Linked DNA regions of Mus musculus: all the other regions are linked to region 1. Evidence: chromatin contacts called from public HiCAR-type and promoter capture Hi-C data. All regions are on one chromosome and are shown on one strand. Each heading gives the region's core, a stretch centred on a gene start, on an enhancer-like site or on the middle of the called end of the contact. The rest is flanking DNA. Distances are from core to core; before and after follow the strand shown. Region 1 holds the start of Yars2 (tyrosyl-tRNA synthetase 2 (mitochondrial)). Region 2 holds the start of Parn (poly(A)-specific ribonuclease (deadenylation nuclease)). Region 3 holds the start of Mrpl40 (mitochondrial ribosomal protein L40). Region 4 holds the start of A930007A09Rik (RIKEN cDNA A930007A09 gene). Region 5 holds the start of 2510002D24Rik (RIKEN cDNA 2510002D24 gene). Region 6 holds the start of Ufd1 (ubiquitin recognition factor in ER-associated degradation 1). Region 7 holds the start of Pdxdc1 (pyridoxal-dependent decarboxylase domain containing 1).

The links. Promoter capture Hi-C pulls out the DNA fragments that hold promoters and counts their contacts. HiCAR-type assays count read pairs that join an accessible place to other places.
Region 2: a contact with region 1 is called in a promoter capture Hi-C map of liver, with 6 times the contacts expected there. The contact joins the promoter of Parn here to the promoter of Yars2 in region 1. A contact is called at or near these places in 4 of 39 promoter capture datasets (hippocampal neurons, liver and pre-B cells), 2 of 484 Hi-C or Micro-C datasets (both in CD4 T cells), 1 of 115 datasets of contacts at active chromatin or transcription factors (astrocytes) and 1 of 9 other capture datasets (adipose tissue).
Region 3: a contact with region 1 is called in a promoter capture Hi-C map of liver, with 8 times the contacts expected there. The contact joins the promoter of Mrpl40 here to the promoter of Yars2 in region 1. A contact is called at or near these places in 2 of 39 promoter capture datasets (both in liver) and 2 of 9 other capture datasets (adipose tissue and liver).
Region 4: a promoter capture Hi-C map of liver shows a contact between it and region 1, with 6 times the contacts expected there. The contact joins the promoter of A930007A09Rik here to the promoter of Yars2 in region 1. A contact is called at or near these places in 2 of 39 promoter capture datasets (liver and pre-B cells).
Region 5: a contact with region 1 is called in a promoter capture Hi-C map of liver, with 4 times the contacts expected there. The contact joins the promoter of 2510002D24Rik here to the promoter of Yars2 in region 1. A contact is called at or near these places in 2 of 39 promoter capture datasets (hippocampal neurons and liver).
Region 6: a promoter capture Hi-C map of liver shows a contact between it and region 1, with 10 times the contacts expected there. The contact joins the promoter of Ufd1 here to the promoter of Yars2 in region 1. A contact is called at or near these places in 3 of 39 promoter capture datasets (erythroid cells and liver), 1 of 484 Hi-C or Micro-C datasets (CD4 T cells) and 1 of 9 other capture datasets (adipose tissue).
Region 7: a contact with region 1 is called in a HiCAR-type map of astrocytes, with 4 times the contacts expected there. The contact joins the promoter of Pdxdc1 here to the promoter of Yars2 in region 1. A contact is called at or near these places in 2 of 39 promoter capture datasets (cranial neural crest and liver), 1 of 115 datasets of contacts at active chromatin or transcription factors (astrocytes) and 1 of 9 other capture datasets (liver).

What each region holds. Positions count from the first base shown.
Region 1 is chr16:16,300,571-16,304,625 of GRCm38.p6, forward strand. It overlaps Yars2 (tyrosyl-tRNA synthetase 2 (mitochondrial)), which reads left to right and starts at 2,395. Exons shown (of 5, transcript NM_198246.2): 1 at 2,395-3,177; 2 at 3,966-4,055. The coding sequence starts at 2,414.
Region 2 is chr16:13,666,268-13,670,322 of GRCm38.p6, forward strand. Parn (poly(A)-specific ribonuclease (deadenylation nuclease)) reads right to left here and starts at 1,903. Exons shown (of 24, transcript NM_028761.3): 1 at 1,744-1,903; 2 at 1,267-1,344. The coding sequence starts at 1,762.
Region 3 is chr16:18,874,650-18,878,704 of GRCm38.p6, forward strand. It overlaps Mrpl40 (mitochondrial ribosomal protein L40), which reads right to left and starts at 1,988. Exons shown (of 4, transcript NM_010922.2): 1 at 1,822-1,988; 2 at 675-758. The coding sequence starts at 1,874. It overlaps Hira (histone cell cycle regulator), which reads left to right and starts at 2,101. Exons shown (of 25, transcript NM_010435.2): 1 at 2,101-2,870. The coding sequence starts at 2,834.
Region 4 is chr16:13,752,170-13,756,224 of GRCm38.p6, forward strand. It overlaps A930007A09Rik (RIKEN cDNA A930007A09 gene), which reads left to right and starts at 2,395. Exons shown (of 1, transcript NM_001357954.1): 1 at 2,395-4,055. The coding sequence starts at 2,475.
Region 5 is chr16:18,834,889-18,838,943 of GRCm38.p6, forward strand. It overlaps 2510002D24Rik (RIKEN cDNA 2510002D24 gene), which reads left to right and starts at 1,692. Exons shown (of 3, transcript NM_001033164.2): 1 at 1,692-1,731; 2 at 1,818-1,985. The coding sequence starts at 1,708. Ufd1 (ubiquitin recognition factor in ER-associated degradation 1) reads left to right here. Exons shown (of 12, transcript NM_011672.4): 12 at 1-373.
Region 6 is chr16:18,810,626-18,814,680 of GRCm38.p6, forward strand. Ufd1 (ubiquitin recognition factor in ER-associated degradation 1) reads left to right here and starts at 1,669. Exons shown (of 12, transcript NM_011672.4): 1 at 1,669-1,792. The coding sequence starts at 1,790. Cdc45 (cell division cycle 45) reads right to left here and starts at 1,347. Exons shown (of 19, transcript NM_001358206.1): 1 at 890-1,347; 2 at 680-739. The coding sequence starts at 940.
Region 7 is chr16:13,901,387-13,905,441 of GRCm38.p6, forward strand. Pdxdc1 (pyridoxal-dependent decarboxylase domain containing 1) reads right to left here and starts at 1,759. Exons shown (of 23, transcript NM_053181.3): 1 at 1,529-1,759. The coding sequence starts at 1,549. It also overlaps a transcript of Mpv17l not described here.

The DNA.
Region 1 (4,055 bases), core at 1,145-3,644:
AATGCTGTCACAACAGCATTTCTTTGAAAAGAAAAGCAGTACTAAAGCTAGTGCAGATATGAAGTCATACTTTCTAATACCCAACTGTTGCCCTGCTCTTTAAAGTCACAATACGTAGGTATTTGTTGTATTAACCCAAACTTGCAAGTGAGAGATTTTTCCCAATATTAAGTACAGTATCTGTTAGGCTTTCAGAACTTCCTGCAATGCATCTTACAGTCTGTCTCTGATCAAAGTGCAGATCAACAGATTCTGACTAGAATTTTAAAGATATTTTGAGTAACAATATGAGAGAACACTCTAGCTATTTTCTACCAGTATTAGAGAATATTACCAGTAATATTACAATATTACTGGCAATGAGAAATTAAACTCACTGATAATTAGATGAGCAAATACATTGATTAATCAAAATAACAAATTTATAACCCACTAAAATAAATGTCTTCTTCAAATACCTTAGTATTAGGACATGGAAAGATCTGTAGCTAATGGTCTGGGGATGGGTCAGGATCCTCTTTCAGGAACGTGAGTGTTGTTTGTCTTCTGCATATGACTCTTAGTCAAAAGGCTTGCCCAAAGTGTGGATTTCTCTCCAAGAGCATTCCATATTTAAAGATTAGCCGGTAATAAAGTGAAACAGCCTACCTCCTTGTTTCAGTTTGGAAGACTATGGAAGGAAATCTCAGCTCCTGACTTCCTCTGGGATACTGAATGACTCTTGTCTGGCCTGAGCTTTCTATTGCCGTGATAAAACAATATGACCAATGGCCTGGGAAGAAAAGCGTTTATTTCACTTTACAGCTTATAATTCGTCATTCAGGGAAGTCAGGGCAAGGACTCTAGTCAGAAAGACTCCTGAAGGAACTAAAGCCGAAGTCATGAAGGAGTGCTACATACTGGCTTATTCCACATTGTTTGATCAGCCTGATTTCTTTTAGCACCCAGGACCACCAAGGGTGGTGTTTCTTTTGGGACCCTGGGACAAGAGACTCAGGTGCATATTTTACATATGAAAACAGATCTGGCTTCCAGGTTCTCTCAGCATCCCTAAGTCTCTACCTGGCATACCCTATCCCCAACCCTGTACATTCCAGCCCAGGGGATGGGCTGCCCTTCCCTCAGACGCTCTTTGCTATACAATCTACACATTTTGCTCTCTCTCTCTCTCTCTCTCTCTCTCTCTCTCTCTCTCTCTCTCTCCCCACCCCCTGCCACAAGCCCTTTCTCCCCCCCCCCATGGCGACCCCCCCTGGCCTCAATTCTAGGGGGACAGTAAATCTGCTTTATAATCTAATCTGGTTTGAATTGGCTCATTTTACCGGAGAAAGGACCTATCAAGAGGCACCACCCACAGTGAGCTGGTCCCTTCCACATCAATCACTGATCACCACTGGCTTGTTCATAGGCCACATTGGTTGAGGGCATTTTCTCAGTTTAAGTACCTCAATGACTCTAACTTTGTCAACTTGGCATAAAACTAGCCAGCACACCTCTACTGCAACTTACTCCTGGCTCAATTGTTCTCTGTCTCCCTCCATAACCCCTACTTCTCTCACAATGGTAGGTGATGGCCACAAATGGCACATTCTCAATAATGCTACTCCACATAAATCAGGGAGTTTTGAAAGTATGGCCCACGTCTACTCATATATGGAAATGTCAGAATAAATTCATTATTTTGTACAATTTGTGTACGCTAATTAAAATGTTTAAAGAAAATTAGTCAGAATCTACAATGGGACTTGGGGGCTGGCTCACCTGCCATACAATTGCAAATGAGAGTCCTCATCCTGGTGAGAGGATTCCTAAAAGCACCTAATATGTTATGACTTTGAATGACTCCAGTTTTTGTTATACTAAACACAGGGAGTTCTTTCCTGTTTTGACTTTCCTCTTGCTAGGAGGAGACTGCCACCTTCAGGACACCCACTAATGACGTGTGTGTGTGTGTGTGTGTGTGTGTGTGTGTGTGCGCGCGCCTGCCTGCCTGCCTGTACTGTGACGAGGCTCTCATTAACTGGGGAAACTGGTACAAAGAAATTTCGTCTCCACTCCACTCCGAGTTCTTTCTACAGGTCCAAGACTTATGGGACTTGAGCATCACAGCTTTTGCATGATCATTTAAACGACAGTAAACATTTGTCGAGCGCTTACTACACCGCCAAGTGCTTTCACCACAGCTGTGAGACAGGAAGTACTATCACGACATCCTCACTGAGAAAACGGGAATGAAATGATAGAGGAACAGCGGGGGCCGCAAGACGGAACTCAGTCGGTCCACATTCCAGGACTGCCTACAGCACCAAAGCCTAACAGGCCTCCCGCTACGCCCGAGCATGCGTAGAGAGACACCGAGGCGCCCGCGGTCGCAGGGCGACAGAGGTCCAGCATGCCTTGCGTGTCCCGCAAGATGGCGGCGCCCATGCTGAGGCGCCTGTGCCGCGTTCCGCAGTCCCTGGTCTGGCTACGAGGGTCGCGTGCGGTGCGCCCGGGCGCGCGGGGAATGCTGGTGGCACCGAGGGCCCGCGGCTTGTTCAAGGAGTTCTTCCCCGAGAGCGGCACGAAGACAGAGCTCCCCGAACTCTTTGACCGCCGCAGGGCGGGCTCGTCCCCCCAGACGGTGTACTGCGGCTTCGACCCCACGGGCGACTCGCTCCACGTGGGGCACCTGCTAACTCTGTTGGGGCTCTTCCACTTCCAGCGAGCCGGCCACAACGTGATCGCGCTCGTGGGAGGCTCCACGGCCCTCCTGGGGGACCCCAGCGGCCGGACCAAGGGGCGCGAGGCGCTGAGCGCCGAGTGCGTGCGGGCCAACGCGCACGCCCTGCGGCGAGGGCTCGAGGCCCTGGCGGCCAACCACGCGCGCCTCTTCGCGGACGGCCGGCCCTGGGGCTCTTTCACGGTGCTGGACAACGCGGCCTGGTTCCAGGAGCAGCACCTGGTGGATTTCCTGGCCACGGTGGGCGGCCACTTCCGCATGGGCACTCTGCTGAGCCGGCTGAGCGTGCAGTCGCGTCTCAAGAGCCCCGAGGGCATGAGCTTGGCGGAGTTCTTTTACCAGGTGCTCCAGGCCTATGACTTCTACTACCTTTTCCAGCACTATGGATGCCGGGTCCAACTGGGCGGATCAGATCAGTTGGGCAACATCATGTCTGGCTACGAGTTCATCCACAAGTAAGCTGGAATTGTTAGAGCCTACGGAAACCCGGGGACGAGTATACAGAAGTAGTGTGTTATTCGTTAGGAAGATTGTAAGTTAGAGCTGGGAGTTAGAGCTGCTGGAAGCAGACCGATATTCAAGATTTGGATTGTGTCTGTTTTCCCTAAGTCGCCTTTAGTTTCTTTAGAAATTGTTATTTATCCTGAAAATAATTGGACTTCTGTTTAGAACCGTGTGCACTAATTTAGCTTTTCGCCTCCATAAAGATTTTCACAGCGTTTTCTTTTTTTAAAGATTGATTTATTTATGTATGAGTGCTCCATCTCTATGTAACACCTGCATGCCAGAAGAGGGCACCAAATTCTTATATTATATCCCACATGGTTGCTGGGAATTGAACCCAGGATCTCTGGAAGAACCACTGAGCCACCTCTCCAGTCCTCACAGTTTTCTTGAGGAACATAGATTATATGGCTGGTTCGTGTGCTACACGACAAAACTCATTTAAAAATATTAAAAGCCACCTTCTAAATGTACCTCCTGGTATCCTTTCGCCCAACTTTGTCATTTTTCTACCTGATCCTTCAAAAATCAAGTCCTGTTGACCTGCTCAGGTGCATTCCTCAATTGCACTTAAGCACGACACATGTAGATATAAAATGCGTGTTTTTATGGTTCTTGAGGACCTGAGTCCAGACTGAGAAAGGGTTTTAAAAACATATAGTAAGTAACCAGACTTAAATGTGTACTGTGCTTGGTGGAACTAATTGTGCCTAACAGAATACCATGAATGTATGTGTAGGTTGACTGGAGAGGATGTGTTTGGAATCACTGTACCTCTAATTACAAGTACAACTGGAGCAAAGCTGGGAAAGTCTGCTGGCAATGCGGT
Region 2 (4,055 bases), core at 653-3,152, 2.6 Mb before region 1:
AACTGGAATCCCTAGAACCCATGCAAACAGCTCCGTGCAGCACTGCCGAGAGCAGCGGATCCCTGAAGCACACTGGGCGACCAGGTGCATTGCAGGTTGAGACACTGCCTCAAAAAATAGAGTGTGGTTGAGGAAAAGCATTCAGTGTTGAACTCCAGCATCTATTCATGCACATGTGTGTACACATACTTAAACGCATACGTAGCACATGTGGGTCTACTGAGCTAACCAAGGAAGACTTGTACTAAAGCATTAAGTAATATCCTTATTTGTCGTCTAAGTACAGCCCTGGCCAGTCTCACAATACTATAGGTTTCCTCTTACATGATGTGTCTAGAGTGGTCACAATCAAAGACAAATGATGGCTGGTAGAGGCTAAAGGGAGTAATAGAATAATTCCATGAGTAGTTATCTATTTAAGATAGAAAAAGCCGGGCGTGGTGGCGCACGCCTTTGATCCCAGCACTTGGGAGGCAGAGGTAGGCGGATTTCTGAGTTCGAGGCCAGCCTGGTCTACAGAGTGTGTTCCAGGACAGCCAGGGCTATACAGAGAAACCCTGTCTCAAAAAACCAAAAAAGAAAAAAAAAAAAAAATCCAGAACTGGAGGATACCAGCTGGACAGCAACATGAGTGTAGTTAATGCTACCAAATTCCAAAACCACTTAAGAACAAATGCAATAGAGCTAGGAAATGTCTTGAAGCGTAAAGTGCTTGCCATGCAAACACGAGGACCTGAGTTTGGACCTTCACCATATAAAAACTGAGCATGTCAGCACACAGTAACAGGACCCCACAGCTGTCATCCTGGCACCTGTAACCCCAGCATGGATCTTGTAGGAGAGACAGATTCGGGGGGCCTGCTGGCCAGCCATCTTAGTAAAATACCCAGCTCTAGATTCAACAAGAGAAACACGTTGAAAACTTATTTTAAACATAAGCTACCCAAAAACAACCTCTGGCCTCCACTCATCATATACATATACATATTTGTGTGTGTGTGTAGTGTGTGCATTTCGAAATGATAAACTTGGATAGGTGTATTTTGTCACAGGAAAAAGACCTCAACCTAAACCCCCTGCTTTTTAACCATATACACCTAAATTAGTTTAAACAGCACCAGAACCATAATCTCTATCCAAAAATCTCACGCCCTGACCAACCACAAAACCACATCTCTCCCAGGCTTTTGCCATGACCAGTGAGGAAGGAGGCAGGGAGCCTTTGCAATACAAGGTGTAAGCCCAGAGCTTTCAAGGGAGTGATACCTGAAAACTCCCCATCGATGGCGAAGAAGTCAGCCTCCTCTATGGCCTGGTACACTTTGTGAAGATTAATCTTAAAATCTGCAGAGAAACCAAGAAAAGGCTCAGAACAGGTGGCCTGCCTTCCTGCCCACCAACTAAAGGGAGATGGGAGAAAGGGCCGGAGGAGCTCCCGGGGCATCGGAGAAGCGGAATAAGTGTTCAAGGACCACAAGGGACACCTCCTCCAGGGGTCACTAGATAAAGTATGCACGACTGAAAAGGGCTAGCCCTGAGCAGGTGAGCAGGGAAAAGAAAGGCATGGATGCCAAAGGTGCACGCTTTGCAGAGCGACAAGTCCCACCAGCAGCACCGCTTTTCAGAGGAAGTATTGCCCGGCGGGACTGACTTGTCCCGGGCCCCGCTAAACTCGAGAGGTCTGGGCCTAGCACGCTAGGTGGGCTTGAGGACAGGGATGGGGGTTGTGCGGCGGACACGCACTGCTCCGGATTATCTCCATCCTGCGGCGCAGACGGAACCTTGGCCCCGCCCAGGCTGACGCCGGTCCACGCGCAGAGTTCCGCAGCAAAAGCAGCGTGGGGATGTCGGAGGCCGCCACGAAACAGCACAGGACACTTCCGGAAACAGCGCGCGCCGCTGCGCCTGCGTCAGATCTGTGTCACGTTAGGGGCGGAGCCCGGGCCCTCCGGGCTGCCTAGAAAGGAAAAAGGGGCATTGCTATCAAAGTCTCAAGGCCTGGCCCATATGTTGGAGAAGTTTCCTGTCCTGAACCTGGTTGATCAAGAGACATATGGACTGGTTTCCCCTGGGTCTATAATTCCAGTCTGAGAAGGATGAGGCAGGAGAATTTGCAAATTCGAGGCCAGCTTAGGGAACATAATGAGAGTCTGTCTAAAAATTTTTAAATTAATTTTATATATACAAATATATAATTCTTGCTTAATTTGTGGGGTAAAGTGTTGGAGAAGTATACGTGCGCATTTGTGTGGCGGTCGGTGATCACTAGTAGTAAGCAAAGAAGGACCTCCCGTGGCTGTTCTTGTTCTCCACCTTCCTTGAGACAGGGTCTCTCTCACTGACTGAACTTGTTTCAGCCGGAGTGGCGCCTAAAATGCCAGTCTCTGACTCCCAACACTGGGTTTACAAGATTGCAGGGCTGTGCCTAGCTTTTTTTTCATGGGTGCTGGGGATTTGTCCATGAGTCTGGATGACTCCACAGCAAGTGCTCTTACCCACGGAACCATCTCTATGCCCCATATTGACTGAGTTCCGGTTCTATGCCACTCTGGTAGAAGAGAGACACTGTGATGACAAATCATGGTGGTTGTCCCATTGCAGCGTAAAACTTGGATAAGAAGAAAAAAAAAAAAAAGCCAGGCAGACATCAGACTTGCTACTTGGAAACATGATAGTTGCTATGGAGATAAAGAGCAAAATTCTGCAGCAGAGAGTGTTAGGTAATCAGAAAAGGCAGAGCCATTTTTGGGAGCCTACTTTGTGACCTAACACTCTACAAAAGTGGCAAGTACTCTTAACCTCTGAGCCATCTCTCCAGCCCTACATTCAGCTCACCTCAAAGAGTTTCAGGATTTTGTTAGCCAGCCCCTGCTGGCTTATTCCAGAGATAAAGTGTTCACAGGGGCTAGATAGTTGGCTGTTAACAACTGTAATCTTTCCAATATTTATCCTCCAAAGAGTAAATGAGACCCCGTGTGATGGCTATTCTTGGGTGTCAACTTGACAATATCTGTACTAAGCTACAATTCAGAAATGGAAGGCACACCTGTGAGAGATTTCCTGCTTGATTTACAGTGAGTGAATTCACTTCTAGTCCAGACCTCTGAGGTAGGAAGACATACATGCTTAATCCAGATCTTGAGGCAAGAAGACACACACCTTTAATCTAGATCTTGAGGTAGGAAGACACAACTCTAATCTGGGCCAACCTTCTGCTGGCAGCCTATGTAAGGACCTGGAAGAAGGAAGCGCTTACTCTTTGCCTGCTTACCCTGTAGGAAGTCCATTCCTTCACTGGCATTGAGGCCCTCCTTCCAAAAGACCAACTTAGACATCCAGCCTTGTGAGACTGAACAAGTACTAGAACCTTAGACTTGCTGGTCCCAGCTAGTCATTGTTAGATTATTTCCTCTCATATCTAAATATATACAGTTTGCTTCTTTATTTTAACAGAGTGCATTAGTGAGGGTAACCTAGGGTCACAGAACTTTGGAAATTATTCTCTGTCTCTGTGTGTATGTGTCTCTCTCTGCTTTGCACATCGGGAATGATGATACCTTTACCTGCCCTGGAGCTCGAACATCTCCCCCAGGATGCTGACCTTCAGAAACTTCTGTTAGAGACTAGACCTGATCTTCAGCTGAGATACATCACACAGGTGAGCAGCCTTGGGAAGATAGGCTTAGGACCATAGTTAGGAACTTAGTGTGAACCTTGTGTGATAAACCTCAGCGTAATACAACGTAACTTTCATTACACTAAATACTATGCATATCTATCTCCCTTCTTGCTTAAGACAGAGGCAGGTTGATCTACAGATTGAGTTCCAGGACAACCAGGGGTACACAGAGAAACCCTGTCTACAAACAAACAGGGGAAGTATGGTGGGACACACCTGCAATCCAACCATCTGGAGAGTTCATTTGAATTCAGGACTAAACCTGTTCTACAAAGGTTGTGTCTTATTTATTTATTTATTTATTTATTTATTTATAATATATGTGTGCTCTCCTGCATATGTATCTGCTGCCTGAAGATGGCATCAGATCCCATTA
Region 3 (4,055 bases), core at 738-3,237, 2.6 Mb after region 1:
AAGTATCTGATTTACTTTTAGGAACACACTTCCCAGGCTAAATGTGGCATTAGGAATAATCAAATTTGAAGCTGGAGAGATGACTTAGGAGTTACAAGGAGTGCTTGCAGATCTTAAACACTGGAGTTTGGTTCCCAGAACCCACATCAGGGGCTCACAACTGTTTGTAACTAGGAGAGCTATAACCCCTGACTGGCTTTGGGCACCCCAAACACATGTGTATACATATGTCAGGAACATAAACATTAAAAAAAAAAAACCCTTAAAGCAAACCTTTTAGCAATAAACTAAATAAAGCCCCAAGAAAGCATCCAAAGTTCCTAGAGTAACTATTATTAGTCTTTGAACCTTTCTCCCACTCAGTGAATCAGAATGAGCAGGGAAGAGCAAGGCCTATGGAAATACAGAAGTTAAGATATGCCCTTTGAAACACATAAGACTCCTTAAATCTAGCTGCTACTTATTTAAACTACTCAAGTAGCAATACATATATGCTATGCTATCATAGTACAGAGCTCCTTCAAAGGACAGAGGCATCCACTTAAATTTAACTATTAGTTCCACAGACTGAAATCTGCTTGCTAACCCAAGGTTGGGCACTCTTGCTTTGTTTTGGTCATATGCATACACGTGTTTCTCATACCCCAAGAGCTAAGGGTTATGCTGGATTTTACCTCATGGGGATGAGATCCCAGAAGGCCAGTAAGGAAGCTCTCTGGTGGGTGTGTCTGACGTGTGCCTGGCAGGTTCCAGGGATCCTGAAGGAGAGAAGGGTATGTATAAAGATCTGGGGAAAGAGAAGGCACATACACATAACTATAGGTCTTCCTAAAACCCGGAGGATGTTTGTAAGTATCTATTTTGTATTTTTTTCAGACAAAAGTCTCCCTAATTCGGGCTATCTTGCAACTTGAGACAATTTTCTTGCCTCAGCTGCTCCACCATGTCTAGTTCATTTGTATTAGGCCAGCAAGGTCAAAGTGAGGAATTTACAGAACTCTGTTTCTCACTGGGGCAGAGCCTTTACTTGCTCTGGCAGGATCTTCTTCTTCTTCTCCTTCTTCTTCCGTCTCTCTGTTTCTTTCTGTCTCTCTCTCTCTCCCCTTCTCTGTCCCCTCTCTTTCTCTGCCTCTACTCTCTTCTCAATTCCCCTTCCCATACCCACAAATAAACTCTATTCTATACTAGACCTGTCTAGTATATGACTGGTACCTCGAGGAAGGAAGGAGGGATGCTTCAGTGTGGACCACTGAGTAAAGTACCCCCTCCCACTGTACTATACGTCCCTTCTATAAAACATATCCTTGGATTTTTAAAAACACATTGCTCTTCTTCCTTTTTTTTTTTTTTTTTTTTTTTTTGGGTTTTTTTGAGACAGAGTTTCTCTGTAAAGCCCTGGCTGTCCTGGAACTCCCTTTGTAGACTGGGCTGACCTCGAACTCAGAAATCCGCCTGCCTTTGCCTCCCAAGTGCTGGGTTTAAAGGCGTGCTCCACCACGCCCGGCGTCTTTTTCTTCTTTTTAAAAATGGGGTGTAATATAGCCAGGTTTGTATGCAGCTGTTACGACCTTGACTTTCTGACCTAGCCTCCACCTCCATAGTGCTGGGGTTGCAGGAGTAGGCCACCACTTAAGCACGACTTAGGCTTCACACTTGTTAGGCAAATAGCCTGTTAAGTGAGTACACTTCCAGTTCGGATTTTCATCCGCAACAGATGCGGTAGGCTCATGCCCAGAAATAATCTGCGAGCACTAGCGAGCAGCTACGGGGCAAAGCCCGCGCACGCGCCCTGGGTATTCTGCCACCCGCGGCTACACTCACCAGCTCCGAGGCCGCAGAGCCCGCGCAGCACACAGCATCACCCCGGTAGCCATAGTTTTTCACGCCACCCGCTGGCGGGCAGCTTCCGGGAGCACGCCCCTGGGCGGTCCGACCTGAGGTACCCGGTCGGGTCTGGCAGGCCTCGGCCCGGAACTCGCGGGTCTGGGATTCCGAGAGGCGGGCCCGCAGCTGGCCCCGCCCCCGACGCAGCCCCGCCCCGGGCAAGCAACGGTGGCTTCGCCGCGCCCTTTTGCGGGCGTCCCGCCTTCTGTGGATGCTGCGGTGTTTTCCTGCTCTCTGCTCCGCCTGGCCTATGTGTTTACATCTATGAAAACGCCCCGCTCTTCTAATAAATGCGCCCGTCTGGCCCCCTATCCTTCACCAGCCTAGTTCTTTTATGCATGCAATCGAGCTCAGGGCCCGCTGCCGTCTGCCGCTAGATGCATGCTGGCGCCCGCCCGGCTGGCGCTCGCGAGATGCCCAATAGCGCGAATTGATGGATGGCGGAAGCTAGTTACTAAGCTGGACTCGGAGCCGCGGAGGTAGAACTAGAGATCTGCACACCACCCTGGTTCTGCATCGCCGGGCGGGATCTCAAGGCTTTGCCAGCCTGCTCACACCGACCCTCATCGGCGACCACATCAGTGGCAGCGGAGTATCCCCGTCCTCCCCCCCCTGTCTACCGAAGAACCGAGGCGGCCCGGTCCGCGTAGGGAGCGGTTTCCCGCCGGGGCGATTTGGCAGGTGCGCGCCGTGACTTCCGGCGTTGCCCGGGAGCCGCCGGAGGAGGAGCGGCGCAGGGGATGCGGCTGTGGCGGCGGCGGCGGCGGCCGAGCGCAGGAGGCGGCTGTGGCGGCGGCTGGGGGCACGGGCCGGCGATGGCGCGGCGGCGCTGAGGGCAAGGGTGGGCGGCGGCCGGAGGGCGGGCGGCGCGGGAGGAAGCTGCGGCAGCTCCATGGCCCAGGCGTGCTGAGGGACACGGCTCTGGCTTCAGCCCGGCAGCGGCCGAACAATGAAGCTCTTGAAGCCAACCTGGGTCAACCACAATGGTGAGTGCACGCAGGAGTCGTGGGCGGCCGAACCTGCATCGGGGTGGGGTCTGGGATTGGCTTGCGGCGGTGCTCAAGTCCTGCCCACCTTGTCCAGACGCTGGTGCCGGGTGCTGGAGCTGCAGAACGGGCAGGAGCAGACTTTGTCCCCGGCTCTGGGACACCGGCGAGCCCGGGCACGTGCTTCGGGCTGGTTGCAGCGAAGTCCGCCTTTGCCTCAGGCAATGGCGCTGTGTCCTGCGCCGCCCACCCTTAATCTGGGATGCCTGGCTCTGGTGAGCCGGCTTGGGTACCGACCTGGTGCTGCCATCCGGCTTCACCATCCAGTATGTGCTCAGATGGTTGTGAGTATGAAACTGGGGCGACATCCCCCTTGTGGCCTTTCAGCGGCTCGGTGAATCTGCATGAGATACTTACTGGCTGTATTGCCCTTTCTGAGGCCTGGAGTTTGTGACAGTGCCCCCACTCGGGCTATTGCGATCCTGGAATGGGAAGGGCCTGGGCTCAGGTCCTACGGAGGACCACGAAAGAACCACGTTTAATGTAAGGATTGGGGCTTCAGATGACTAAGATTGGGGCCAGTGGTGCACAGGAGACAAGCGACTTTGGATCCGTGATAGTGACTTCAAATAGCAGATTCCTACACCCTGGTGGAGAAAGCAGCCGGTGGCATCCAGTTTTGTCGAGAACTACTGCAGGAGGTTGTTTGCTCTCTGCCGAGCGAGTGAGGAAGAGCTAGAGCCTTTCCCCCCAGCTAGTACTTGAGTCTCTGGAAGGACCCGAAGGAAGCACGAGGAAGCAGCCAAGCTCTGCTGAAAGAGGAAGGGTCTTTCCTCCTTTCTACTTTGTATTGCATCTAGAGGGAGCTACAGTTGTGTGTGTGTTTTTGTGTGTGTGTGCGCGCGCCCGCGTAAAAGAAGGCAAGTAGATGCATTTTTCTCTTTTTAAAAATCCACGTGGCCAAATTTAAAAAAAAATTGGTCCTGGGTGCTTTTTATTCACAGCCGAACTTTTTTTTTTTTTTTTTTTTTTTTTTTGGAGGGGGAGGGGGCGTTCACAAGGAAGATCGTAGACGTAGACTGGGTACGACATGCTCTCTACATTAAACAGTATGATTCTGAAGTTCAGCTAAGAACAGATTTTAAAGTTTGGAGCCTAGTCCGAGCAGTGGTGGAGCACACCTTT
Region 4 (4,055 bases), core at 1,145-3,644, 2.5 Mb before region 1:
ATTTGCTTTTGTCTAATGAATGGTAAAATTATATGTATACCAAAGCATTGTTTAAATAGCAGGGCATGATGGCTATGTCCATAATTTGAGCACTTTGGAAGTAGAGACCGGAGGATCATGTCATCCTCAGTCACATGGTGAATTCAAGGCGAAACTGTGCTACAGTGAAGCTATCTCAAAACAAAACAGTAATAATAGTTTAAGGCTGGCCTCGAACTCAGAAATCCGCCTGCCTCCGTCTCCCAAGTGCTGGGATTAAAGGCGTGCGCCACCAGGCCCGGCTCAAAACAGTAATAATAAAACCCTTGTTTTTAAATAAATGTATGAGTGTGTTTGACTTGTATACCTGATTTTATATATATATATATACATATATATATATACATATATATAATTGTATATATATGTGTGTGTGTGTGTGTGTTTATATACCTACAGTGATGTAACAATTTCTCACACATAAAGGGATCCTAAATGGAAATGGCTTGAGAGACTCTGGCAGTGAGCAACTGTTAGTACTTCTCAGTATAGCATCATCTACTGGCCATGTCACAGCCTCCTTATAGGCACCTGTTCTCTCATTTACAGAAGAGGAGATCAAAGCTAAGGGAGGTTAAAGATCTCAACTCAGGTCAGAAACTCAAATTTAAGCCTTCCTAATTCCAGTATAGAGACTTGCCTCAGGCTAAACTGGGCTAATTTCAAAGGATCTGACGAAGGATAACTCCAGCTTATCACCTTGCGGTCTACGTATGGCATGGTGCTGCACCCTTTATCATTAGGCAGATAATTCTGGTTGCCAGCCTTGAACACTCCTGCAGCCAAAGGGGAGAGATTTATTTCTTTTCATCTGGAGGTCAGACAGCAATGTGCAGAAGTCAGTTCTCTCTCACCATCACGTGGCTCCTGGCGACTGGACTCAGGCTGTCAAGTCTTTAGCTACTGAGCCATCATCCCCACCTGCTACTCATGTTTATAAGTTTATAACTTAAAATTTAAATTACAAAATAAAATTCTGCAACTATTTTGAAAAATGTCAAGCCTAAAGAACACAGGAAAGAACTGAATAATGAACACCTATACTTATTTCATCTATATTCTATAATTATGAACATTTGCCATATTGTTTTCTCTAATTATCTTTATACTTTATTAACTTTTTATTCTTTGACAATTTTATACATAGATTTCTTGATTATATCCACTTCCAACTTCCTGGACACACCTTCAGGTCTTTTTATTTTCATCCATTCATTTTGACACAGGGTCTCACAGTATAGTCCTGGTTGGCCTGGAATTCTCAAGTTAGGACAGGCTGACTTCCAACTCAGAGATCTGCTTGCTTCTGCTTGTTGAGTGCTAGGACTAAAGTCCTGCACTATCATGTCTGACCTTTTTAAAAACATTTTAATAGGGGCTGGTGAGATGGCTCAGCGGTTAAGAGCACTGACTGCTTTTCCAAAGGTCCTGAGTTCAAATCCCAGCAACCACATGGTGGCTCACAAACCATATGTAACAAGATCTGACACCCTCTTCTGGAATGTCGGAAGACAGCAACAGTGTATATAATAAATAAATAAATCTTTTAAAAAAAACACTTTAATAACCCTCTGATTCCAATTTGTATTGCTTGAATGCTCAGGCCAAGTAGGGACAACCTATCATTCTTTATTCCTTTATAATTTTCTATCTATACGTTTGAAAATGCTTAAGAGTAGTTTTCTCCAAGTATAGTGGCGTGTGCCTATAGGCCTAAGTAAATGTGGCCTGAACTACAGGCCTAAATCTATTTAAAATGTACCAAATGTTTTAAAATCCATCAAACACACACATAAAGGTCAACCTTTTTCTCCTTTCATCCTACCCTCTCCCTCCCAGCCTCTACAATACATGGTTGGTTGGCGGGGGTGGGGGGGGTGGGGGGGTGGGGGGGTGGGGTGGGGGGGGGGACGGACGGACGGACACGCGATGGGGTCTATTAGGTCCTTGGGCAAGTTTATCAACAGTCACCAGAGAAGATGGGAGTACAGACCTAACAACACTAGATGCTAACTGCACCTGAGGCCAAGAAGATTCTCGCCCCAGGTACCGCTAGTTTCATTGTCATAAATTCTACTTCTTTTTTTTTTTTTTTTCCATTTTTTATTAGGTATTTAGCTCATTTACATTTCCAATGCTATACCAAAAGTCCCCCATACCCACCCACCCCCACTCCCCTACCCATAAATTCTACTTCTTGATACACCTAAGGATCCCAGACTGAGAAAAGCTGCCCGGGCTAGCACTGGGCGCAAACGCAGAAGGTTCAGCAGGTCGTCGTGCGCACGCGCAGCTCCCTTGGCCCGCTCCAGTTTCCTGGTGTGGAGCAGAATGCCGCTTCCCGCCCCGCCCCTTGCGTTGCCATGGAGAGTGTCTAAAGCCCGCCTGTGGCAGCGCCCTGGGCCTGGTGTCCTCTGGCGGGGTTTGCGTGGAAGATGTTGAGCCTCTCGGAGCTTCCGCAAAAGAACACAGACTTGGCGGAGATGCAGTCCGGGCCCTTGGGTCGCTGCAGTCACTTTTTTTGGCTGGGCGTCGCCTTCGACGCGGTGGGTGTGGCAGTGCTGTTCACTGGCGTCTTCGCCAACTTGCTGTTCTACGACATGCTGCTCTATTTGGGTTCCATCATCATCTTCGTCAGTCTCCTGTGGTGGATCTCCTGGTACACCGGCAACATAGAGGCGCTCCCGGAAGACCCCTTGAGGGGGACTTCGCCCCGCGAGAGCGGGGTGCACCGTAGCGGCAGCCGTCGCTTCTCGCTGACCCTTAGGAGCGTCTCCGACACCTTTCAGCGGATTCGCCGGCGACGGCGGCGGCGACTCCACCCGCGGGTCGTCCAGCGGATCAGTAGCATCAGCTCTACGGACCCGGGGCAGCTAGAAAGGAACTGCGACGCCAGAACCTCGGGTGGCAGAGCGTTGTTCCGTTCAGCGAAGCCTGAGGCTGTTCTGAATCAGTTTAGCAGAGTCCAGACCTCTAAGAGCCTGCCTCTGGGCATTGTCCACACCGGTCTTTCCATTTGTACTTCTAGGAGTCAACCTGTCTTTTCAGTGACTTCGCAGACCTACCCTTTGGCGTCTGACAGCAATTCTCAGATGGCAATGTCCTCTGACAGCCATGTGTATTTGGACTCTCACTCTCAGGAGCACTCTAAAATCAGTGTGGCCTCTCAGATCTACCCTCTGGAACGAGAAGAAAGTCAGAGCCACCTCTTGGTGATCCCTGACAGTTTATCTATGGTACCCGTGACCTCTCAAAGCCAAATCCTGCCCTCTGTATCTTCTGAAAGCTGTGTGCCTTTGGGCCCTCACTCTCAGGGGCGCTCTAAGATCAGTGTGGCCACTCAGATCTACCCTCTGGAACGAGAAGAAAGCCAGAGCCACTTCTTGGTGATCCCTGACAGTTTATCTATGGTACCTGTGACCTCTCAGAGCCAAATCCTGCCCTCTGTATCTTCTGAAAGCTGTGTGCCTTTGGGCCCTCACTCTCAGGGGCGCTCTAAGATCAGTGTGGCCTCTAAGATCTACCCTCTGGAACGAGAAGAAAGCCAGAGCCATCTCTTGGTGATCCCTGACAGTTTATCTATGGTACCTGTGACCTCTCAGAGCCAAATCCTGCCCTCTGTATCTTCTGAAAGCTGTGTGCCTTTGGGCCCTCACTCTCAGGGGCGCTCTAAGATCAGTGTGGCCACTCAGATCTACCCTCTGGAACGAGAAGAAAGCCAGAGCCACTTCTTGGTGATCCCTGACAGTTTATCTATGGTACCTGTGACCTCTCAAAGCCAAATCCTGCCCTCTGTATCTTCTGAAAGCTGTGTGCCTTTGGGCCCTCACTCTCAGGGGCGCTCTAAGATCAGTGTGGCCTCTAAGATCTACCCTCTGGAACGAGAAGAAAGCCAGAGCCATCTCTTGGTGATCCCTGACAGTTTATCTATGGTACCTGTGACCTCTCAGAGCCAAATCCTGCCCTCTGTATCTTCTGAAAGCTGTGTGCCTTTGGGCCCCCACTCTCAGGGGCGC
Region 5 (4,055 bases), core at 442-2,941, 2.5 Mb after region 1:
CTGTCCTGGAACTCACTTTGTAGACTAGGCTGGCCTTGAACTCAAAAATCCACCTGCCTCTGCCTCCCAAGTGCTGGGATTAAAGGTGTGCGCCACCACTGCCCGCCCTCCGCTACATTTATTACCCAAGGTTCTGATGGTTTGTCTGTTTTTCAAGTGCTAGGATTGAACCAGAACCTCGTGAATATTAAGCATGCCACACACTCTGCCACTGAGGCTCCCCCATACCCCATTTTCTTACTGTTTTATTGTCTTCAGATCTGCACTTTGTATGATGTAAGGTCTTTTGACATGCTGATCCAGCTATTTAAAATTTGTTCCCTGAGAATAATTCTTATTGAAGAATTAAATAAACTGATTAAAACTCGCCTCTAGTTTGATATGGTATGTTGTAGATTGGTGGTATGGGCCACTAGCCAGAAGTCATAGGAAGGCCCCCTTGCAGCAGCACCCTACTTCATCCTGTCGTTAGAGACTATTTCCGAGACTTGTGGAGGCTGTAGGGATGGATGTCACTCCCTGATGCTTGGAGTGGAGCTGGTCAGGCCTAGCAAGGTCCTCATGGAGGGTGCACTTTCCCTCTATGTTTGTAGTTCCAGAGTGTGTCCATTTGCTCTTAGAAATATCCATAAACTTAATTGGCTCCTAACTCTGGCACATACATCATTACTGGCCAAATGTGGCTCTGGAAGGCATAAATGCTGTGGTAACCTGCCCGACCTGTCCTATGGGGCTGTCTCAGTTTCCCTAGCAGTAAGACAGCTTTCATTTGTAGGATTCTGTTAGCTAACTTGGTCAGGCTGGAAAGAGCTCAGTTAAGCACTTGTTCGTGCAGAGGATCCAGGTTTGCTTCCCAGCACTCACATGGTGGCTCATAGCCTGTAATTATAACTGTAACTCCAGTTCCAGATGATCTAAGTATATGTGTTGCACATACATAGTTATACACACAAGTGCACTAATAAAAATGTGACTGCATGTGTAGATAAGAGTACAGTGCTCAGGAGTCCCTTCTGTCGCCTAGAAGGATCAAACTAGGAGGGATCAAACTCGGGTCCTTGGTTCTGTTCACAAGTTTCTCTACAGCTGAGTCATCTCACCTTATGATCTCCAGTTAGGTTTTTTTTTTTTTTTTTAAATTGTTTTTGTTGTTGGGTTTGTTTCCTTTTTGAGACAGGGTCTCACTAATATATATATATATATATATATATATATATATATATATTCCTTTCTGGTCTAGAACTGACTCACTGAGATGTCCCTGCTCTTGTTTCCTGAATGCTGGGATTAAAGGTGTGCAACCCTGAGCCTGTCACTTCTAGGAGAACTTCTTTCACCCTTAGTCATCCTGCACTGCCTTCCTCCTCTCCATACACCAAATCAAGCTCACCTACACTCTGTGTATGCTCAGGCTACATACCTGCAATTTCAGTCCGCCAGGTGGGTTACTCAAGAGTTCAAGAGTCTGTACTTCAAAAACTGAACCACATACGGATTTGAAAAATAAAAAACTGGGAGAACTGACCAGAACTCCTGTTTTTTCCGAATGCTAATTAATACCTTATGTGACTTTGAAGCCAAGCCATCGGCTAGACACCAGGTAGTGTGGCCTCTGACTATCAGCCACTCAGTGCAGACGTCCTGTTTAGTGCGCGTTTGCTTGGAGCTCATTGGTTCATGTCCCTGTCAGTCACACGGGGCCTGGACATGGCGGTCGCAGGGAGCTGGCAGGTGAGTGTGCTTGGCTCCTGGGCTCCTGGGCTGGGTGGGATCAGGCCCTGGGGGCTGCCCGCGCTCTCCGCTGTCTCTCCCCGCAGCCTCCCCGGCCGTGCGAGGTCTACCGCGCCGAGTGGGAGCTCTGCCGCAGCGTCGGGCACGTCCTACACCACTACTACGTCCACGGCAAGCGGCCGGATTGCAGGCAGTGGCTCCGCGACCTGACTAACTGCCGCGAGTGGGAGGAGAGCCGCAGCGCCGAGGCCCAGGTGCGGGCTGGGTGTGGATGTATGCGCAGATCCTTGGGGCAACTCTCTCGTGTTTCTCTCCTGAGTACCAAACTGCGTTATCAACGAGACTTTAGACAGCCTCAGTTACGGGGTGGGGCGGCGCGGGGAGGGGGGCGCAGAAGGAAGGGAAGTATAGAGAGGCTTGGAGAGAGTAACCTTATAGCGTTAGAGTCATCAGCTTGACAGCAAGCTTGCCTTCACCCAGCCCTTGGGGATAGGACGGAGGAAGAGAAAAGCCAACGTGTCTGGAGCACGAGGGTGGGCTATAGAGGGCATAAGAATGAGTCCAAGAGCACCTAAAAATGTTCCAGTACTTGTGAATTGAGTTATCTTTGGCAGGTCAGTCTGGACCTGAGAGTGTGAAGGGTACTGTAGAGGACAGAGACAAGTATGGAGGCTGTTGCTGGACCTTTTCGAGGGAGATGTGAAGAAACCTCTACTTACTCTAGATAGCCATGTAGACATGGCGAAAGTAAAAAACATGGCGGAAAGCAAAAGACTGGAAACTTAACTGTCTGTAACTATATGTCAGCTATCATAAATTAGTGTAAGAAACAAAGATGTTTCTGAATAGAGAAATGGCCAGGGTCATGGAGAAGCAATTCACCGGGAAACTCAGAACACAGAAGCAATTATTTCTTTATTTTATTTTTATTTTTTTTTATTTATTTTTTTTTGTTGTTGTGATTGAGACAGGGTTTTTCTGTATAGCCCTGGCTGTCCTGGAACTCACTGTAGACCAGGCTGGTTTTGAACTCAGAGTTCCGTCTGCCTCTGCCTCCTGAATTCTGGGATTAAAAGCGTGTGCCACAACCACTAGGCTTCTATATAGTTTTTAAAGTACTTTTATTCTTATTTTATGTGTGTTTTTCCTGCATATTTATCTGTACCATGTGAATCTACTGCCTGAGGGTCCTCTGGAACTGTAGTTTCAGATGGTTGTAAGCTGATGTTTGAGTGCTGGGAACCGAATCCCAGTCCTCTGGAAAGCAGCCTCTAACTGCTGAGGGATCTCTCTAGTCCTTACAAGCCTTTTTAAAAAGTCTTTGTGTGTGCGAGTGCGTGGCATGCGTGTGTATATATGTGCACACATTGCATGTAGAGAGACCCTCTGTTGACATTAGGCATCTTCCTCAGTCACTTCCCACCTTATATACTGAGGCAGGATCTCTCTGAACTTGGACGTCTCCATCTCCTGAGTGCTGGGACTACAGGCATTCACCCACATACTAGGCCCCTATTTGCTTCTTTGTTTTGTTTTGTTTTGTTTTGTTTCGAGACAGGGTTTCTCTATATAGCCCTGGCTGTCCTGGAACTCACTCTGTAGACCAGGCTGGCCTGGAACTCAGAAATCCTCCTGCCTCTGCCTCCCAAGTGCTGGGATTAAAGGCGTGTGCCACCACTGCCCGGCTCCTATTTGCTTATTAAGTAATAATGATCATGTGATCATGTTAGAGATGGGGTCTGGCTGTATAGCCCAGGCTGGTTTGGAACTTCAGATCCTTTTGGCTTTGTCTGCCAACTGTTGGGAATACTACCGCTCCCAGTTTAAGAATGTTTGTAAAGAGGCCTACATAGCACCTGACACTTTGCCAGGATCAGCCCTGTCATAATACACTGTCTAGTGTCTGTTGGCAGTGGCTGAAAGAAGCTGGCAGGATGGGGGGCACCTTTTACACATACCCTGTGCAGAGTCCAACAGTAATTTTAGACGCTCTCCCTCTCTTCCCCACCCAGTGTCCTCACTCCCAGGCTAGGCGGGTAACTAGCTCCACACTCTCCAGGTCTGCTGTTGCTGAGGCTTAGCGGGTTTTGCATGGCTGAAGGCAGAGACTGAACATAGTTGTGCATGCTTATAATTGCGGCACTCGGGAGGTGGAGACAACAATCTCAGAATTGAAGGTCATACATAGTGATCTTGAGACCAGCCTGGGCTACTTGAGACCCTGTCTAAAACATGTCCAAAGAACACAAAATAAAACTGCTGAAGTAAGATGACCGGTGTGTGCTAAAACAGAACAGTTGCCAAGGAGTGTGGTATAGAAGCAG
Region 6 (4,055 bases), core at 419-2,918, 2.5 Mb after region 1:
GTGAGCAAGAATTCAATCTGAATCTGTACAGTGTGCCAAAGTAAAACATTAAGAGAAAAAAAATACCCTAATTTTAATTACAGGGGTTCTGAAAAATTCCTAACCCCAGCACATTGTAAAAACCACACTATGAGCCGGGTGTGGTGGCGCACGCACGCCTTTAATCCCAGCACTCGGAAGGCAGAGGGAGATGGATTTGAGTTCGAGGCCAGCCTGGTCTATAAAGTGAGTTCCAGGACAGCCAGGGCTACACAGAGAAACCCTGTCTTGAAAAAACAAAAACAAAAAAACAAACCACACTATGGTCAGAGCCCAAACTAACAATCTTCTCTAATAGACTCGGGGCTCCTGTATTTCCTGCACTCCCTATTATACCACTCCCCACTGTCACATCTCCTCTCTCAAATTCCATCTTTGAGAGGTCATTTACAAATTCAAAGATTTCAGAAGTGAAACCATTTTCACTTGGGTTACTGTATAAAACACTACGTACTTGTCTCACTGTTTGCACTATACTTCTCTCTAGCTCCAGTATAGGTCAGAGAGGATATTTTGGGTTCCTCACCTCCTGCCTGCTCCTTCTGGTCCCTCCCCTTCTGTGACCTACCCCCTGCTGGGGCCAACCCTGATCTGTCACCTCTCCCTCCTGTCCTACCTTCCTAAGGTATTCAAAGCTCACCTGGAGGATCTTGCAAGCACACAAGGCATCCACGTCCGAGGCCACAAAGAGAAGGACCCTCTGTAGAAGCAAACGTGGACAGATGAGTTGAACACAGGGACGCTAAACTCTGTGGCAACTCTCTGACCTCCCGGCCCATCCACGGACACTCGCCCTCTTCTCCCCAGCCCCCAGATAAGGTTTGGATCAGGATCGTGGAATGGGAGTCACCTGGTTGTGGACCGTCTCGTAGAACTCCTTGCGGAAATCGGTCACGAACATAGCCACAGCGGCGGATACCTAGAACTGGCGCTGAGACACGGACAGCCCCGGAGGTCGTCAAGACTCCCGCCAAATCACAGCTCTTCTGATTGGTCCACGCCAGCAGCCAATAATTCTTAGCCTTTCCTCCTTTCTGATTGGTTCCTACTGGGGACAGCCAATAATGCTCTGCTATTCGCAGCTGGATAAGACCCGCCCGTCCCTCAAAAAATGAAACATCTTTCCTCAGGCTGCGAACCTTGTTGCCGGTGTTGACGCTAACGTCCAGTCACCCAAAACCACCTATGTTTGGCAGACATCTTTACTTCGGGAAGGAAGGTCTATTATCTGACCCTGGCATACTTAGAAAACAATATACTCTTAGACATAAAGTAAATTCAGTCACACATTATTTGAATGTGTTTCCAATAAGTTTCCAATACACGGTTCGTCGAATTAGAGTGAGCTATAGATTACTTCCGCCCGAATCCATGATGGCCGGGATCAACGCCGGAAACTCTAGCTGCATTCTGGGTATTGTAGTCCGTAAGGAGAACGGCTCCTATCAAGTTGTTTGGAAGAGAGTACTATCTAAACATTATAAACAGTCGCTATCCTGTGAAATCAATTATCAAGTGTTTTAATGTTTACTTTAAGTAATATTCAAACCTCAGGCCTTCCCATGACTTTCTGTTTTTCCGCCGCTGACTTCAGGCCTCCGTACCCCATCCCCTGCGGTGTTCCGTCACTTCCGGCGAGCCTCTCGCGGTTTCTGGGTTTCAGAGCAGTGGCCTGGACTGCAAAGAGGGAGCTGTGGGTTTTTATTGTAAGGTTCAGGAAAAGAAGCGGCATCACCAAACGCTGTCAGTCATGGTGAGTTGACCGGGGATCGCGAACCGGATGATGCCAGAGTTGCCCCTGGAGCTGGCAGGGAGGGCCTGGACCTGGTGGCGGAGGTGCCGAGTCACCCGGGCCTGCGTCGGGCCCCGACACTGTCCCGAGAGCTTCTGTCCCAAGTGGGACCCATAATTACGAGCCACCTCTTTTCTTCTTAGCTTGTCCGAGTCATGACTCGAATGCCTTTCGGCGGGACAGCAGCCCCGAGAGTAAAAAGGAACCTGCTACTTTATGTCGATAGTTCTCATAAGTGCTCGACACGCAACAAGTTTCCATGAACTCGGAGTTAACTGGAGATTTCTTGGGGGAGTGGCGCGAGGGAGGAGAAAACGAAGGACATTAAGCTCAGCCAAAGTTCCCTGACCTTTTATTTAGTAGAAATCATGTCTTAGGCTGTATGTCACGTTGTGTTCATCACGTTGTGATAACGACAATAGGTAATATGTAGTGCGCCTTTTTTCTATCAACGTATACTTATTTAATTCCTGCATTCCCCATGGAACATAGGTACGTAGTTATTATATTTACCGGTAGAACTAAAACTTAGAGAGGTGGTACTCAGGAAAGTGAGGCTCAGAGGTTGGAAGTCAAGTCCATCCGGCTGCAGTGATGTCTCATCACTCCTGTATATAGTGTTGACTCCGTGCCATTTGTTTGTTTGTTAAAAACAAGAAGTGATTATTAGATTTTTATCCTGAGTGTCACAGTAAGTCCCTGTCTAAGTTCATTTACATAACCAGCACTGAGTGTTTGATGTGTTAGGCATAAAAGCTTTAAAGGAAGTAACATGGATGATAGAAGCTCATGTTCATTGGTGGCTGAGTTGGAAGGATACCGTTCGGGTGTTGCATACTTCATGTACGTTGTTTATGTTCCAGAGAGAAGCAGTAGGTTAGATGGATGGCATAGGTGAAGATGCTTTGACGAGCACACACCCCCCACCCCCCAACCCCATGGCTCAAAAAAGGGCTTTGTGGGTTATGCACCTAAGACTGAGTCACACAGTTCTGGTACTTAAAGAAAAAGATAAAAGACTGAAGCACGCCTTTAATCCCAGCACTAGGGAAGCAGAGGCAGGCAGATTTCTGAGTTCAAGGCCAGCCTGGTCTACAAAGTGAGTTCCAGGACAGCCAGGACGATACAGAGAAACCCTGTCTCGAATAAACCAAAAAAAAAAAAAAAAAAGACTGAAAACTTGTGTACTAGTAACTGAAGAACAGTTTATTGGTGGGGGATGTTGGTGTGCACGTGGGCTTGAGAATAGAAGCCTTCGGGTGGGTATGTGAGCCCGTATGTGCATGTGAAGGTCAGCAGACTGTCTTGGATGTAGTTCTTCGTGTCTTGACTTTGCTGGCTGGTATGAGAAAATACTTGATATGCAGTGTGCAGGTCTGTTCTGTGCTGTGAGCACCAGGAGAAGCACTAACTCTGACCCCTGCCAAAGCAAGGGAGGCTTGCTGAAGAAGAAAAAGCATTGTTACTGAAAGCCAGGTGGAGGAATACATACATGGGCATCTGCTTTTCACCACCTGCAATGCTCTTTTGGGTTTCTTGCCCAGTTGACACTCAGACATGTAGGTCTTTAATGAGGGTCTCCTCCTGAACACTTGGTTAACATCCATTCTCGGGTGCTCTCTGTCCCGATACCTGTTTCTTGTCTTTAAAACTCCTAGACATAGGTATTTTATTGTTATCTTCCTTGTCTTTCATATCAAGTTCCCCAGGGCAGAGGTGATATCTGCCTGCAGTACCCAAACATTACTAAAGTGATATCCCCTAAAGTCCAGATTGGAGCCACACAAATGGTAGGCACTCAGGAAAAGAGGTGGCTTCTAAGTTAAGGATGGTGGGGAAAGGGCTCCAGGTGGAGTTACAAGTCCAGAGACAGAAACGTTAGGTTAGGAGATGGTGGATGGTCAGTAATGAGTCTCTGTGAAGTGTATGTAAGGCCCAGCCTTGATCCATCTTGAGAATAGGGAATAGTAGCAGAAGAATAGGAGGGGAAGGCCTGGTTTTATATTTAGTAAAGTTGCACTGTCTATAGATAATAGAAACTGGACCTGAGGGATGAGTTTGGGAGGCACAAGAAGGATTTGAGGTTCACCGTGCCGCCGAGGTGGTCAAAAGAACATTCTGGTTAGTTGAGATTTTAGTTTGCTGTGTTCTTTGACCACATTTATACGCACTGATGACTTGCTATGTTAGTGCTTGGCCTAAAGAAACATACCTTTGAGGTAGA
Region 7 (4,055 bases), core at 509-3,008, 2.4 Mb before region 1:
TGTATTCAGCTACTGGAGTTACACACACAATCTCAACTAGTTCTCTGAGCTTCTGAATCGCTGATCGTTTCCCGATGTGCAGAATTAGCCTGTGCAACAGAGAATACTCGAAAGTATGCTTGGGTTCTTCTTACTAGGCCCCAGCAGTACCTCCCTTGTACTCCCAGGACTCTAGTTTAAAACACCTCCAAAAGCTGCTAAATGTCCCTGGGGAACAAACCTAACCCAAAGTTGAGAATCGCCATTCCAAGTGAAGCTCATGGTACCAAAAAGTCGACACTATGCTCGTCAGAAGAATCAAGGAAAAAAAACATCTTTTTCTCTGATTGCTTTCCACCCAATTTATACTTGAAATAGCCGAGGAGCAAGATATGCCACTGTGTGCACATGAAGACATCTGGCTTAATTTCTACAATTACTGCTTTCAACAAGTCCTGTAATATCAGCAGTTTGGGAGGCAGAGGCAGGAGGATCACTTTAAGTTCGAGACCAGCCTAGTCTACAGAGAGTTACAGAAGAGCCAGGGTTACTTTCACAAAACCGGGGACTGAACAAGGAGAGATTGAAGAAGGGGGCGAGGGTTGGTGGGGAGGATGGAAGGAAGGATTGATTTCACTTGTAGGGAAAGCTAGGTTTTTACATCATACCGGATAAGCAGAATTTCGAGAAGGGACAGAGAGAAAAGACTGGGAGGACAGAACGTTAGGCACTGAAAGCACAGTCCATGAAGAAACCCAAGGACCTGTTTGTTCTCAATAGCCAGCCCTTAGATGGGAACAATTAGAGTCTATTTAACATGCCCGAGTAGGTAGCCAGATCCATCAAGCTGCTGTTGCCCCAAGGGGTGAGCAGGGCTAGACACAGGTTCCCATGGACTTGGAATTGACCTGAAGTCCTCTCATGATTCTCACTCAGAAAGAGGAACCCAAACGTAGTGAGACCAGCTGGGACCACCTCCTCTTCCCAGCCCCCAAATAAACTCACCAGTTACAGAATACCCAACCCTTTCTGGATACCAGGGGTTCTAGTCTGGGGTTTGCTTGCTACAGCATCGGAATCACGTGGGGAAACTTCTTAAACTCTACAAACTGAGTTCCCGCCCACCCGAGCTTGAGACCCGAGGCTGCAAAGCCATGTTTTCACCAAGGTCCCCAGGTGATTCCTACGCCCGCCAAAAGTTACAATTTGTCTCCTAACTTGGAAAGCACTGAACATCTGTGGCTTTTGCAGGGGCCTCCGCGACAACTAGGACTTCTTCCCGTACGCTTCTGGGGCCCACACCGATTGCTCCTGTCACCCTACAGGACCAGCGCGGGTTCAGGCCGGGTCCTACGCCGAGCCTCGGTAAAGCCAAAGCCGGCTCCGACAGCGCCGGGCCCACCTCCCCTCAGCCACCGGGCCCCGTGACGTGGCCCGGCCCGGCCCGGCCCGGCCGCCCTCCTCCAACGAGACTCCTTAGTCCTACGGGGAAACCAGTCGCCCCGGTGGCGAAGACCCGGGACCACAGCGCCGCCCGCTCCTTCCGTACCTTCTCCAGGGACGCGTCCATGGCTGAGGCGTCCGGTGCTGGGCCCGCGGTGCTGGGCACTACTTCCGCCTCCCGCGGCCCGCAGCGGTTTCCACGCTGGCAGCGCTGACGTCCTCCCCGCCCGCAGCCGGCGGGGCGGAGAGGAGGAGGAGCTGCCCCGCAGCGCGGCCCGCAGGTATCCTGCGGCTTGCTGAAGGCGGGGCTAGGCCCGTCGGGTGGGCGGGGCCTCCCGGGGCGGGGCCTTCTAGGCTTCCGTACTTGGGCGTCACGCCGGCCGGTCCTAACGCTGCTTGGTGGCAAGAACCCCGTCTATAGGGCGGTCCAACTTGAAGCCTGTGACGACCGTCGCAATGAGATATCCACCAGGTAAAATACTATCGACTCAGCTGCACGGCCCAAGCCAGGCTTTCAAGTCCTCCGCCGTCAACACCGGTCAGGAATGGAGTAGTTATTTACCTTAGCAGCCTAAGACCAGCGCTCACCCTTGCGCATGCGCGGGATGATGTATTTTGTCAGCTCTTTCCTCAGAAGTCCAGACAGAAAGGAATTCGAGGCCGCTGTTCTGGCGTCCTCCCTCATGTCACAATGATGGCTTGTCGGAGGATGGGTAATAATAATGATAATAGTAGGTCTGTTGCCTTTCCATTTTATATCAGAGCAGAAATTTGATATGGAGGTCATTATTATCCGTTTTAGGTTTAGTCCCTTGCAGCCCGGCAGTACACCTCATTATTCCCGCTTCACACCCGCTAGGTGGGGGTAGTGCGTTTTTAGTGAGTAAGAGCCCGTGGGATTTGTTTCCTACATTGCTCCACTACTGATGGGTAGGTGAAATGGGATCTTACCACCATTGTGGTCAGTGAAACTTCCTGCACAGAAGTCTGATGATGCTAAAAACCACAAAGCTATCCCTACCCTCTCTATTTCTTATGCAGCATGCTCCCCCAAACCCCCAGGTTGGGTCGGGTTGTCAGTGTAGTAATTATCTGCAGGCGGTCTCTACTTTGTATTTGGATAAATGGCCTGCTTGTGTTGTTAACATTTCCTAGCAAAGAAATCGTGTGTGCTGCTTTTGAGTGACTCTCCAGTTAACTGGAAAAAAAAAAAAAAAGTGATGAAATAGTGCCTTTTTTTTTTTTTTCCTTTCTTTTTTGGTTTTTCGAGACACGGTTTCTCTGTACAGCCCTGGCTGTCCTGGAACTCACTCTGTAGACCAGGCTGGCCTCGAACTCAGAAATCCGCCTGCCTCTGCCTCCTGAGTGTTGGGATTAAAGGAGTATGCCACCACGCCTGGCTTGAAATGGTGCCTTTCAAAGACTGAAAACTGATGTGCTCCTGCTTGAACAAAACAATGTGTTATGAAAATTTCCAAACCTGTAGAAAGGACAAAAGAATTTCGGTGAACAGTCATGTGCCCATTAGCTAGATTAGTTGCTATTTTCTTCTTTTTTTTTATCACATGTGTATTCAGATAACTATCCATCAATATTTGTGCTGGTACATTACAACTCTGAACACTTCAATATTATTAAAGACTTATTTTTTTTAGGCAGAGGTACAAGAAGTGTCTCCTCCTCCACCTCATGATTTGGAGGCTAGACTAGGAGAGATGCCGAAGTCCAAAACAACTTGGCTTGGTGACTCCAAACCAAACAGCTAAGGTGCTGATGGTAATGGTGGTTGCCACTAAGTCTGATGGACAGGGAGAACCATCTCCTGCAAGATGCTCTCCGACTGGCATATGCGTGCTTACACACTCACAATTTTTTGTAAGCAAATAGCAAAATAAAAACAAGCAAACAAAAACAGTGCACAGGCTGTAGAGATGGCTTAAGAGGTAAAGGCCTCTACCACTAAGCCCGGACTGAGTTTGATCCCTGAGACTCACAGTGGAAAGAGTAACAACTCTGGAGTTGTCCTCTGACTTTTGCATGTGGCACACATGCACACACACACAAGAGCTCACAAAATAAAAATGTAATAAAGATTTAAAAAAAGAAGCTCATAAATGTAACATTATCTCCAAGTAGTTAAAAAGTAGATTCAAGCCAAGCCTGGTGGTGCATGCCTTTAATCCCTGCACTTAGGAGGCAGAGGCAGGTAGAGCTCTGTGAGTTCTAGGCCAGCCTGGTCTACATAGAGAAACAAACCAACATCCCACCGCTACCCCCAAATAGACTCAACCTGTACAGACATATGGCTTGTATATGGTGAATGTTTACATCATTAGTATTTTTGAGTTAGGGTCTCACTATGTAGCCCTGGCTGTCCTGCTGTTCATTTGTAGACTGACCTGCCTTGAACTTGAAGCAATCCTCCTGTCTCCCAAGTGGTGTAAGCTATCACAGTGAAGTAAGAATTTCCTTGAGGGCTAGAGAGATGGCTTAGCAGTTAAAAACAGGATTCAATTTCCAACACTCACATGGCAGCTCACAGCTTTCATAATCTTTAGTCCCAGTGGAATCCAATGTACTCTTCTGGCCTCGACTGTGCATGCAGGCAAAACATCAAACACATAAAAATAATA